3 separate regions of the Mus musculus genome follow, and all the other regions are linked to region 1. A link is a contact called in public HiChIP or PLAC-seq and promoter capture Hi-C data. All regions are on one chromosome and are shown on one strand. The core of a region is the stretch at or near the end of the contact, and the rest is flanking DNA. Distances in the headings are between cores, read along the strand shown. Region 1 holds the start of Ccdc71 (coiled-coil domain containing 71). Region 2 holds the start of Nprl2 (NPR2 like, GATOR1 complex subunit). Region 3 holds the start of Atrip-trex1 (Atrip-Trex1 readthrough).

The links. Promoter capture Hi-C pulls out the DNA fragments that hold promoters and counts their contacts. HiChIP or PLAC-seq counts read pairs in DNA pulled down with a chosen protein or histone mark.
Region 2: a promoter capture Hi-C map of pre-B cells shows a contact between it and region 1, with 5 times the contacts expected there. The contact joins the promoter of Nprl2 here to the promoter of Ccdc71 in region 1. A contact is called at or near these places in 3 of 39 promoter capture datasets (the C10 cell line, liver and pre-B cells) and 1 of 115 datasets of contacts at active chromatin or transcription factors (bone marrow-derived macrophages).
Region 3: an HNF4G HiChIP or PLAC-seq map of pancreatic cancer cells shows a contact between it and region 1. The contact joins the promoter of Atrip-trex1 here to the promoter of Ccdc71 in region 1. A contact is called at or near these places in 1 of 39 promoter capture datasets (pre-B cells) and 1 of 115 datasets of contacts at active chromatin or transcription factors (pancreatic cancer cells).

The regions. Positions count from the first base shown.
Region 1 is chr9:108,458,825-108,462,046 of GRCm38.p6, reverse strand. Ccdc71 (coiled-coil domain containing 71) reads right to left here and starts at 1,494. Exons shown (of 2, transcript NM_133744.5): 1 at 1,430-1,494. It overlaps Gm51295 (predicted gene, 51295), which reads right to left and starts at 2,953; the gene lies at 2,887-2,953. It also overlaps a transcript of Klhdc8b not described here.
Region 2 is chr9:107,540,770-107,543,991 of GRCm38.p6, reverse strand. It overlaps Nprl2 (NPR2 like, GATOR1 complex subunit), which reads right to left and starts at 1,783. Exons shown (of 11, transcript NM_018879.2): 1 at 1,539-1,783; 2 at 919-1,010; 3 at 656-824; 4 at 377-485. The coding sequence starts at 1,616. It overlaps Cyb561d2 (cytochrome b-561 domain containing 2), which reads left to right and starts at 1,799. Exons shown (of 4, transcript NM_001357289.1): 1 at 1,799-1,957; 2 at 2,342-2,495; 3 at 2,952-2,989. The coding sequence starts at 2,369.
Region 3 is chr9:109,072,462-109,075,683 of GRCm38.p6, reverse strand. It overlaps Atrip-trex1 (Atrip-Trex1 readthrough), which reads left to right and starts at 1,587. Exons shown (of 14, transcript NR_153412.1): 1 at 1,587-2,025; 2 at 2,947-3,077. It overlaps Atrip (ATR interacting protein), which reads left to right and starts at 1,560. Exons shown (of 13, transcript NM_172774.3): 1 at 1,560-1,929; 2 at 2,947-3,077. The coding sequence starts at 1,680.

The DNA of each region.
Region 1 (3,222 bases), core at 245-2,744:
GCAGGTACAAATGGAGCAAAAAGGGTAGCAACTCCTGCAGAGGCTATCAAGTAAAGAAGAGTACGGACCATATGGATGAAGGCCAGGCTGTAGCTGAGGAAGACAGACTAAGGCCTTTGAACATAGGCCCAAAGACCCAGACTTACACCACCTGATGTCCACCCCACCACTGTTCATCCAACTGCCAACGTTCCAGTGCAGGGGGTGGCTCATCTCCTTACCAGAGTCTATAGACAGGATACTCAGTGACCTGATTCCTAGCTCTAGTCTTGGAGTTCAAACCCAATATAAGACACAGACCCGCCCAAAAAAAAAAGACAGTTGCAAACATCTCTAAGGCAAGCAAGAGACCAGGCAACGAGACCAAGGAGTTCAAGGTTTGACGACAAAGGACAGGGAAAGATTCCAACTAGGAAGGTAGGCCAAGCCGTAGCGCTTAAAAGGCAACAGACCTTAGATGTTAGTGGTCCCAACAGATGCAGCTGTCTGGGACCACTCAAATCGTCCTATGCTTCCTTAAGGAAGCCATGGCTGTCACTCAGAAGTTACACCCAGCACTCCAACGCAGCATCTGAGGGCTTCCCGAGTCAAAAGGTAAATTCCCCAGCTGCACCGGAGCGTTAAAAGATCAGCTGGGATGAGACAGGTCCCTGGAGTCTAGGAGCCCGTCTGTGCCGCCGCTCTGCACAGCTCTAATGAAGCAGACACACAGTCCTCAGACTCCCCGGAGAAAGTGCCCTGGGGCTCTTTGTTTGGAAACATTCTTGGATCCTCAGGTGTCTGAGGCACTTCCCCTCCCCAGAGGATGCTCTTCAAGTACAATCCAAGTTAATGCTTTCATTTATTTATTTATTTATTTATTTATGTTTTGAATGGGTGGGCTATGAACTGTAGGACAGAGGGGGACGACCTACCTCCCACCCCAAACCTCCGGCGCTCATATTACGGGGCGGGGACCAAGGGGCTCTTTGCCTAGGTCATTCTGAGCCCATGGGAGGGAGGGTGCTTCTTGGCTCTCAAGAAGCTTTGTAAACAGAGGCTGCAGCCAGGCTGACTTTTGCCTTCACACATTCCTTTGGGGCCAGCACAGGAAGTTGACAGAAGACTGGGGGCGGGCATACTAATCGGGCGGACTGGGATCAGGGGCAGATCGGGGCCCTCAGGCGGGGAGACCGAGGCCCCGGGGCCTGAACGGCGACGGGGAGTCGGGGTTACGGCGGCGGCGAAATGTGTAAGGTGGGCAGTGGTCGCCCGACAGGATCCTCAGAACCCCCAGGGTGGGGTCCTGGGTAGGGGTGGGGTGTCTCGGCCAAGCCCTGGGAAAATGAGGATCCCGGAAGGGCCGGCCACCCAGTCCCTTCGCCCTGCCGCCCTGTGGCCTCATGGGCAGCCACTCCGCACCACCGCTAGGCCCGCGGCTCCAACCTACCGGCGCCGCCGCGGGGACCCAGGACGCACCTCTGCGCCGCCTCCGCCGCTCCAACATGGCCGCCTGCTGCGCGCCGGAAGTACACCGTGCTTCCGCTTCCGGGATCTAGCCCGCCTGGTGACCCTTGACCCCTAGAACTCTCCCCTCCCCCCCCAAGTCTGGGGGCGGAGCAGGTTGAGTACTTCGGAGGGCTGCCTGGAGGGGGTGGCCTCGGAGGTGACAAGTCCAAACCTATCTGATCCAGTATGGGAGCCTGTGCACATAGAAGGCAAAAGTCACAGGATCCCAGTCAGGATTGGACTAAGGACCACTTTTCTAAAATGTCCTGGTAATATAGGAGTCAAAGTGACTCCTGGCAAGCTCTATGCTATTCTACACCCCAGGACCTTACTCTTTCTCTGGCACCTGATCAGAAGAGAGTGTGCCTGACAGGGATTATCTCAGGAAAGTCCCCTTGTTTCACCACACAAGTACTTCCTGAAAGAGTAGCAGGCGCTCCTCTCCTGAGAATGGGCTTAACCCTGGCACACTGCATGAAAAGCTGGTATATACATGTAGGCACAAGTAATACACAGCAGCCTGGGGCTGTAGATGGCCAGTCTGTAAGTCACAGTACATCAATGTGGGCCTGAATATACTTGCTCAGGTATGTATACACAGTGGAGTGCCAAGATCTGGCTCAGCCAAAGCACCTCGAATGGCACAAAGTAACACTTTTCAGTCGTTACAGTGCCCAGAATCCGTTGGCTCTGTTGGCAAAGAGATTGCAAACTCAGTCCTACCTATGTCCTGTAGACAACACAAGATGGTTAGTTACAGAGCCCTCTCCTCAGCAGTATTTGAGGACACAGGTTAAAACTAACTCTAGGAATCTGAGACCTCAGATGAACAGTCAGCATATTTTCCAAACCTTGTCCTTTTTGGAGACAGTGTATCCCTACATAGCCCTGGATTCCTGGGATCAAAGGTGGCATGTGCTGCCATGCCTGGCTTCACAGCTTTAAGGAAAGGACCCCCTTGTCAGATGCTTCCTAGTCCAGTTTAGGAGGCATCAGGAAAGCTTTGGTTTCATGGATGAGGGAGTGAAGGCATCTGGACCTGTCTAAGAGTTTGGGGTAGGTAGACAAGGGTGTTTGAAGTGCTTCATGTGGGAGCTGGATACTAGCCTTCTTCCTCTTTTGTACGACTGAAAGATCCTTAGCTGTTCTGTGTTTCCCAGCCTATGTAGAGGGATCTGTCATCTTTAAAGATAAGTATCAACCACCCATCAATACCCAAGGCCTCACTTGATGCCTGTTTACTTCTCAGAGCTTTGGCACCGACAGGAGACTCCTGACAGTTTCTGGGTAGCCAAGTACCCAAGAGGAACCACAAAATCTGCGGGCAGTCTGGGGTCAGTACCTCCAGTCATTTCTCTTGGTAGAGAAAAAGGGCCTTATGGACCTACACCAGGATGAGCCATAACTATGCAAACAGAAGCCACTTCTGCCAAGAGGCAGAGCTTGGTGCCTTCCAGGCATAGTAGCAGGCCAGATGTGCTCTAGCAGGCCAAATGTGCCCTAGAAGGAGATTCCTCTCTTGCATTATCAAACCCAGAGGTCAGAGCAAAATGGAGGACAAGAAGGCTGGGTCCATTCTCTCTCTGTTCCTTCTCTCTATGGCTACTGAGGGAACGGTGAAAGTGAGGGAACCTAGCTATCAAAGGGGGATACACCTTGGTGTTACAACTGATGTGGGACTCTCATCAGAGCACAGCTGTCACTTGACCTGGTTCTTGACAGCTGCTGGCTCTA
Region 2 (3,222 bases), core at 534-3,033, 920 kb after region 1:
TGTAGCCCTGGCTGGCCTGGAACTTACTCTGTAGACCAGGCTGGCCTCGAACTCAGAAATCGGCCTGCCTCTGCCTCCCGAGTGCTGGGTTTAAAGGCGTGCGCCACCTCGCCTGGCCCCATTAGTCCTCTTTTATGGAGTGAGAAGCTGAGGTCCAGAGAGGGGGATGACAAGAAGAAGAGCTGAAGAGCTCTGCTGGCTGCTCCCCCAACCCCAGCCCCATTGTTCCCTGGACCCTCAGATGTCACTGTGTCAACCCATGGCTATTTCCTGCCCACCAGCTTATTCAAGAATCTTTGCCTCTGCCAGTGGCTGTGTCCTGCTACTTCCCCAACCTTCCCTTGTTCATCTGCCGTCCTGGCAGAGGCGGCCGTACCAATGGGCAGAGTGCAGCGGCCGGAGGCATTCAGCTCTTCCAGCAGGATGGTCATGATGGGCACCAGCTTCTGCTTGCTCTCCTCGTTGGATACAAAGCTGCTCTCAAGCTGGGGAAGACACAGACAGCACAGTGAGTGACCACACCTCAGGCTCCCTGCTGCAGCAACATGGAGCTAGCTGCTGGAGGCTGGGGATTCAAGACACAGGAACTCTCTCCCCACCTGTGCCCACCACGGACGCACCCACCCACCCACCCTGGCCCCATCTTGCTGCAGACCTCCAGCGTGGTCAAGTAGCCGGCCAGCTTTTTAACGATGGGTTCCAGGGCACAAGTCTTAGCCTGAGCGTCACACACAAAGCCCAGGTTGAAGAGGAGAGCATTGCGGCTGTACTTCTTGTGTTCAATGCACACGGGGCAGCCAATCAGCTTCTTCTCCATGGCTGTGCTGGAGAGGTAGAACAGAGTCAGCCTGCCCCGCCCCCACCCCCACCCCCAAGCCAGGCTGGGACCCCTCTCCTCCCACCCAACTAAAGCCTCACACAGTGATGAGCTTGTTCTGTAACTCGGGCTTGGTGATGATGTACACCTGGACCGTGTCAAACAGTTCTCGCGAGATGAAATCCTCAGGGACCTGGAGAAGGCAGCCATGAGAGAGAGCTCCCTCAGTGGACGTTGGGTCCGGGCAGATTTTTACAGCCCACCCAGGCACAAGTCCCTCTACCGTTTTCTTCCCTCATCCACCCAGTGGTCTACTTTGTGCTTCCAAACACATGCTATGTTTTGGCAAGCTCCCTTGGCTTTTGCGTTCACTATTCCCACTACCTGGAATACCCCTTTCTACCCTCACCTAACTTTTATATATCATTTGTCTTGGTCCAGTGTTTCTCTTGGGTCATCTAAACCTTCATGAGCCTTAGCACCTCCCCGAAACCTATAGCCTGATTCTGTTTGGGGGACAAAACTCCTCCCCCACACTAGAACCTGATTCAGTTTGGGGGACAAAACTCCTCCCCCACACTAGAAACCGGAGACCTGGGTCTGTGTACCCTCTCCATTCAATGGAAGAGACACGCGTGGATGAACCACAACCCCTCCAGGCGGCCAGCTGAGCTCCAGAGAGCATCCCTCCCCTCGCCTAGTCCGGGAGTGTGGAAGGCACCTGATAGGTAATTTTGGGTCCCAGCGTTGGGTGGAACTCGCTGAAGAATATACATTCGATGCGGCAGCTGCTGCCCATGGCGCTGTCTGGATCCAAGTCTGTAATCCCTGTTTTTCGTGTGGGGATCGCCTCTACGCCTTGGAATACCCTGTCAAAAAGAGAAAGAGGCCCGGGTAGGTCACACAGGTTTGTGAGCGCAAACCCAACGAGCCGTCAACTCAACAGCGCCTGCGCAGGGCGACTCAGGGGGCGTGGTTGCCGCTGGATGGGATGGGAGGGGGCTTGTCCCAGGAAGTCTCGGGTGGGTAGACATCGCACCCGGAAGTGAAGCTACTCCGTAACGGAGCGGTGGCGCGGCTGGCGGGGCCGAGGGTCCAGTTTATTTTGGAGGAAGTCACTGCGTAGAACCTGAGAAGCAGGTGAGGAGGGCAAAATTCTACGGTGGAGGTACAGCGTGTCAGGTGCACATGGGGAGGCAGTGTGCAAAGAAATTCACGCTTAGGTAGGGAAGCAGCTGGGAAATACAATTCCCGTAGTGCTCCACGCCTTCCGTTCCGGCTAACGATGACGTGCTGCATTCTGGGATTTGTAGTCTTCCTCCTCCCACTTGGAAGGTGCGATCGTTACCACTTCAAATACAGGTGTTTGACAGGTAGACTGCTAAGTTGGGACTGTTAGTGCCGGCACTACTCTGCTCCTGTCATAACTTCTCCGGGAAAAGGTGCCATTTCTGTCCTGAGTTACTGTCCCCAGTGAGGGGCGTGGACAGTGGGCACTCTTGCCAACGCCTACGATGCTTTCAGGCTGTGCAGCTATCGGCTGGGCTGACCATGGCCCTTTCTGTGGAGACGGAGTCGCATATCTACCGAGCTCTGCGCACTGCCTCTGGGGCTGCAGCCCACCTCGTGGCGTTAGGCTTTACCATCTTTGTTGCTGTGCTTGCCAGACCTGGCTCCAGTAAGTAGAATTCATAGTCCACTTATGGGAAGGGAAAAGCTACTTCTCTTGGGGAACAGGGGGCAGTAGGAAACGATGGGCGTAACTCCTGAGAACAGGATTGACTGGCTGAAGGATATTCTCTGTTGAACGTATTTAACGTCGTGGGAAGAGCAGACCAGTGTGGGGGCTCTGCCCGCCAGGGCAAGCTTTAAGTACATGGCTTCTCTTCCTTTGATTTGGCATTTCATTCCTGACTTGTGGGGATGCTGGAGGAAGGAGCCGCCAGAGGAGTGGCAGAGCGTGCTTTCTGTCCAGGGAAGAGAACAGGGGGTGGGTAAGATGAGCTTGTTACTGGAGGAGGCTCGCATTTTGACCCCTCCTTGGGTGATGGATGGGCTGTCCATCCCGGCTATAGAGCCTGGTATGCTGGTTTCTTTTTCCCTAGTTCCATGAGGCGCCCTCTTCTCATTCCAGGTCTGTTCTCCTGGCACCCCGTTCTTATGTCTCTGGCTGTAAGTAGTGGGTTTGGGTAGCTTTTAGGGGTAGAATGTGGGCGTTGTTGGTGGCTCTCAGAATCCTTGTAGGCATTTAGTGCCAGTGTAGACGAGCTGTATGTCCTCACTCCTGCTTCTGACGAATATCCAAGGCTTGAAAACGGTATTCATGACCCAGGACGAACAGATGAAGCTCACCCAAGCACAAAAGGGCGGCTTCTCTCACCTCCAGCTAGGAAGCTGAGAAATGG
Region 3 (3,222 bases), core at 338-2,837, 610 kb before region 1:
TTGGGCTTAAAGCCCATAGGGCCTTGTCAGCTGGCACCTAGCCCGGTGCTGCTGAAAATACTTATCAGCAGTCATAGCCTCCTGCCCCCAAAACTTCTCGTTTATTTGGTAGAACGTAATCCCTCCTGACAATGTCCTGTTTCCAGAACCAAAGATCGTAGCTATTACAACCTGGGCAATCAGCCACGCCTGGTAGCCCACACTCACAATTCTAGCACTTTAGAGACTGAGACAGGATTAGAAGTTTGAGGCCATCTCAAAAACAAAAAACAAAAACAAAACAAACAAACAAAAACTCATGTCTATAATCCCAGCACTCAGCGGGAGGAAGGACATTCTGGAGTTCTGGGCCAGCTTTGGTTATATGTCTTGACATATAACCAAAGGGGGTGGGGGGCTGCTGGGAGACTTGAACATTCAACATTATGTTGGGCAGCTATGGGAAAACTACCAGCAGCTGAATCAAGAAACTAAGGCAGTTCTAAGTGATGCAATGCCTTCTGACCACTGTAGGCACCAGGCATACATGCATGTGATGCACATACATACATGAAGGTAAAACACACATAAAAAATAATGAGGCAGGGGTGGGGTGGGGGTGGGTTGGCAGGCCTAAGGCATTCTAAGCCTGAGCGCTCTCCTTTCCGCCCAACGCCTCAGCAAACATTGGTAGGTTCACAAACTAAGTCTGGCATTGAGCAAACGGAGTAGAAAAGTCTTGATCTTGTTGCCTTCCAATGCTAATCCGCCATTTCTGGTATCTGTTCTGCCCACCACTTCAGCTCATAAAAGCCAGTCATACACCCAAGCCCAACTCAAATCATTGCTCCTCCATGAAGTCTGTCGCAAAGAGGAGGCATCCACCTGGCATCCTTGTCGAAGATGAATTTTTCTCAGAAACATCATGCGTCTGCCTCCTAACCCATTTTTCTTGCTATTTCCCCCTCAATCTGTTGGGTAATTCAAGGACCACTCCCAGCGAGCCTTCCTTGACCTCTTGAGCTTCATTGTCTCTACGCAACCAGCGCTCAGGACATAAAGACTCTCCAAGAAATAAATGGAAGTTAACAGTTGGAGCAGTTCCGAATAGGCACGCCGTTCTCGAGACCATCCTTCCCAGCCTTTTTTTTTTTTTTTTTTTCTCAAATATACATACTTGAAACATTTGTTATCCTGGAAGATCTCTGCTTCCAGGAAGAAAAGCATTCCTTCTCCTCCCCAAGTCTGCTCTTCCCAGCCTCCTCCCTAAAAGAGTCTCTGGACATGAGAGAGGTGGGTCAGCCGCGAGGAGTGAGGTCAGGGAGAGCTGACCCCTGAACGCTGCCTGCTTCTCTAGGGCTCTGTATTCTACACAGTGCCACGGGGAACCGCCTCAGGTGTGGTCGGGCAGACGCTCCTCGATCTCGCAACCGGGATAATCCTGACAGCACTGTAGTACCCTGGCATCACCGGGGACCCCTTCGTACTGAGCCCAGACACGCAGGAGCCTGTCCCGGGTAACGGCGCGCTCTGTACACGTCACCCATCTGTGCCCGGTAGCTGGCAGCTGATTGGCCCGCAGGCTGGGGAGACGCTGGAAGGCGAGGGGAACGGCGGCGCGCGGGCGGTTGGGCCAGCTCAGGCTTTCTGTGGACAAGGCTGTGCTTGGCGTCTTCGGATGCTGCGGGTTGAAGGTAGTCATGGCCGGGACCCCCGCACCGAACAGCCACAGGAAACAGAGTGGCGGCCTGGAGCCTTTCCCCGGTCTGTCTCGATCCATTGAGAACCCTCCGAGCAAGCGGGCCCGGAGCTTCTCTGAGACCACAGTCCCGGACCCCGAAGACCCATTCGGTGAGCACGCGGAATTTACTGCGGACGACCTAGAGGAACTCGACATCCTCGCGTCACAGGCCCTGAGCCAGTGTCCCGTCGCGCCTCGGAACCTGTCCAGTGAGTGCCTGAGGGGCCTTTTCCCCCGGCGGGTGGTGCAGACCTCTGATTTGGCGGTGAGACATCCAGAATGTTAAATGGCCTCCCATTTAGATGGTATGCACCCCATTGTAACCCTTGGGCAGAAGAGCATTAGAAGGCGTCTGACAGAGGCAAGAGATGAAAGAGAGTCTTACACAAAAATGCCAGTTGCCCAAAGGTTAGGCATGGCAAACAGGCAATGGGCAAGAAATGCCAAAGCTGCTTTTCTTCTTAGAGCTTACACTCTTGGGGAATAAGTTAAGTGTCAGGAGGGTTTGATGGGCACCTTGCGAATGTACTTAGCACTTACAGCATCTGAAAAATAGGATTATCCCTGGAAATGTGGCTGGCCCTCCATCTCTCCAGCAATATTGCATGGAAAACCAGGCATTGGAAAACACTCATTGCTGACCAGCTGTCATATGCGGCAGTGGTTAGACGCAACTTTCCACGAAATGGCACAAAGCAATGCTGCCTCCCCCTTCCTTGGCCCTACATCACCCGGTACTCTACCTTACTCCATCCCTGGAGCCCCACCTCCCCCTGGAATGTATCCATTTGGTTCACCATCAGTCTTTAAAACCAGCAGATCCTATGCCTAACATGTTGTAGTAAATAGTAGTTATGGTAGAGTCACAGCCAGTGCAATCTCTGTTCAGCTATGAGCTGAGAGTCTAGAAAGTGGGTGAGGTATAAAGCGAGAGAATTCAGATATGCTATGCCATAAGGATTCTTTATGTGTTTATACCATGCTCGGAGCTGTTACCTGGGTCTTTCTCAACTTGGCTTTCAAGAGTGACTCCTTCTGCATTTTATGACAAAGGTGGATACATACTGAGCCCCGCAGTATACATGGGATTATTTTTTCCAGACAGGTTCTCGATCTCTAGCAAGGCTAGCCTTGAATTTGAGATCCCCATAGCTCTACTTCACAAGTGTTGGGATTGCAGTTCTGTGCCACCATGCTCAACCTAAGGGCAACTACTTTTTATACAGGTGCTCATAAGGTCCGCCGATTAGATGGGTTACCAAATAGTCCTATAAGGAAAAGCAGAGAAGATATTCCAGTTAAAGATAATTTTGAATTAGAAGTACTTCAGATACAATACAAAGAACTTAAAGAAAAGGTATGTGACTTTTGGGTTGTTTGTTTGTGTTTTGTTTTGCCTGTTTGGTTGTAATGCTGAGAATTGAACTCAGGACTTTACCTTCACACATGCTATACACAGACACTCTACTGTTAGGCTATCCTTCCAGCCCTAACTTATTGTA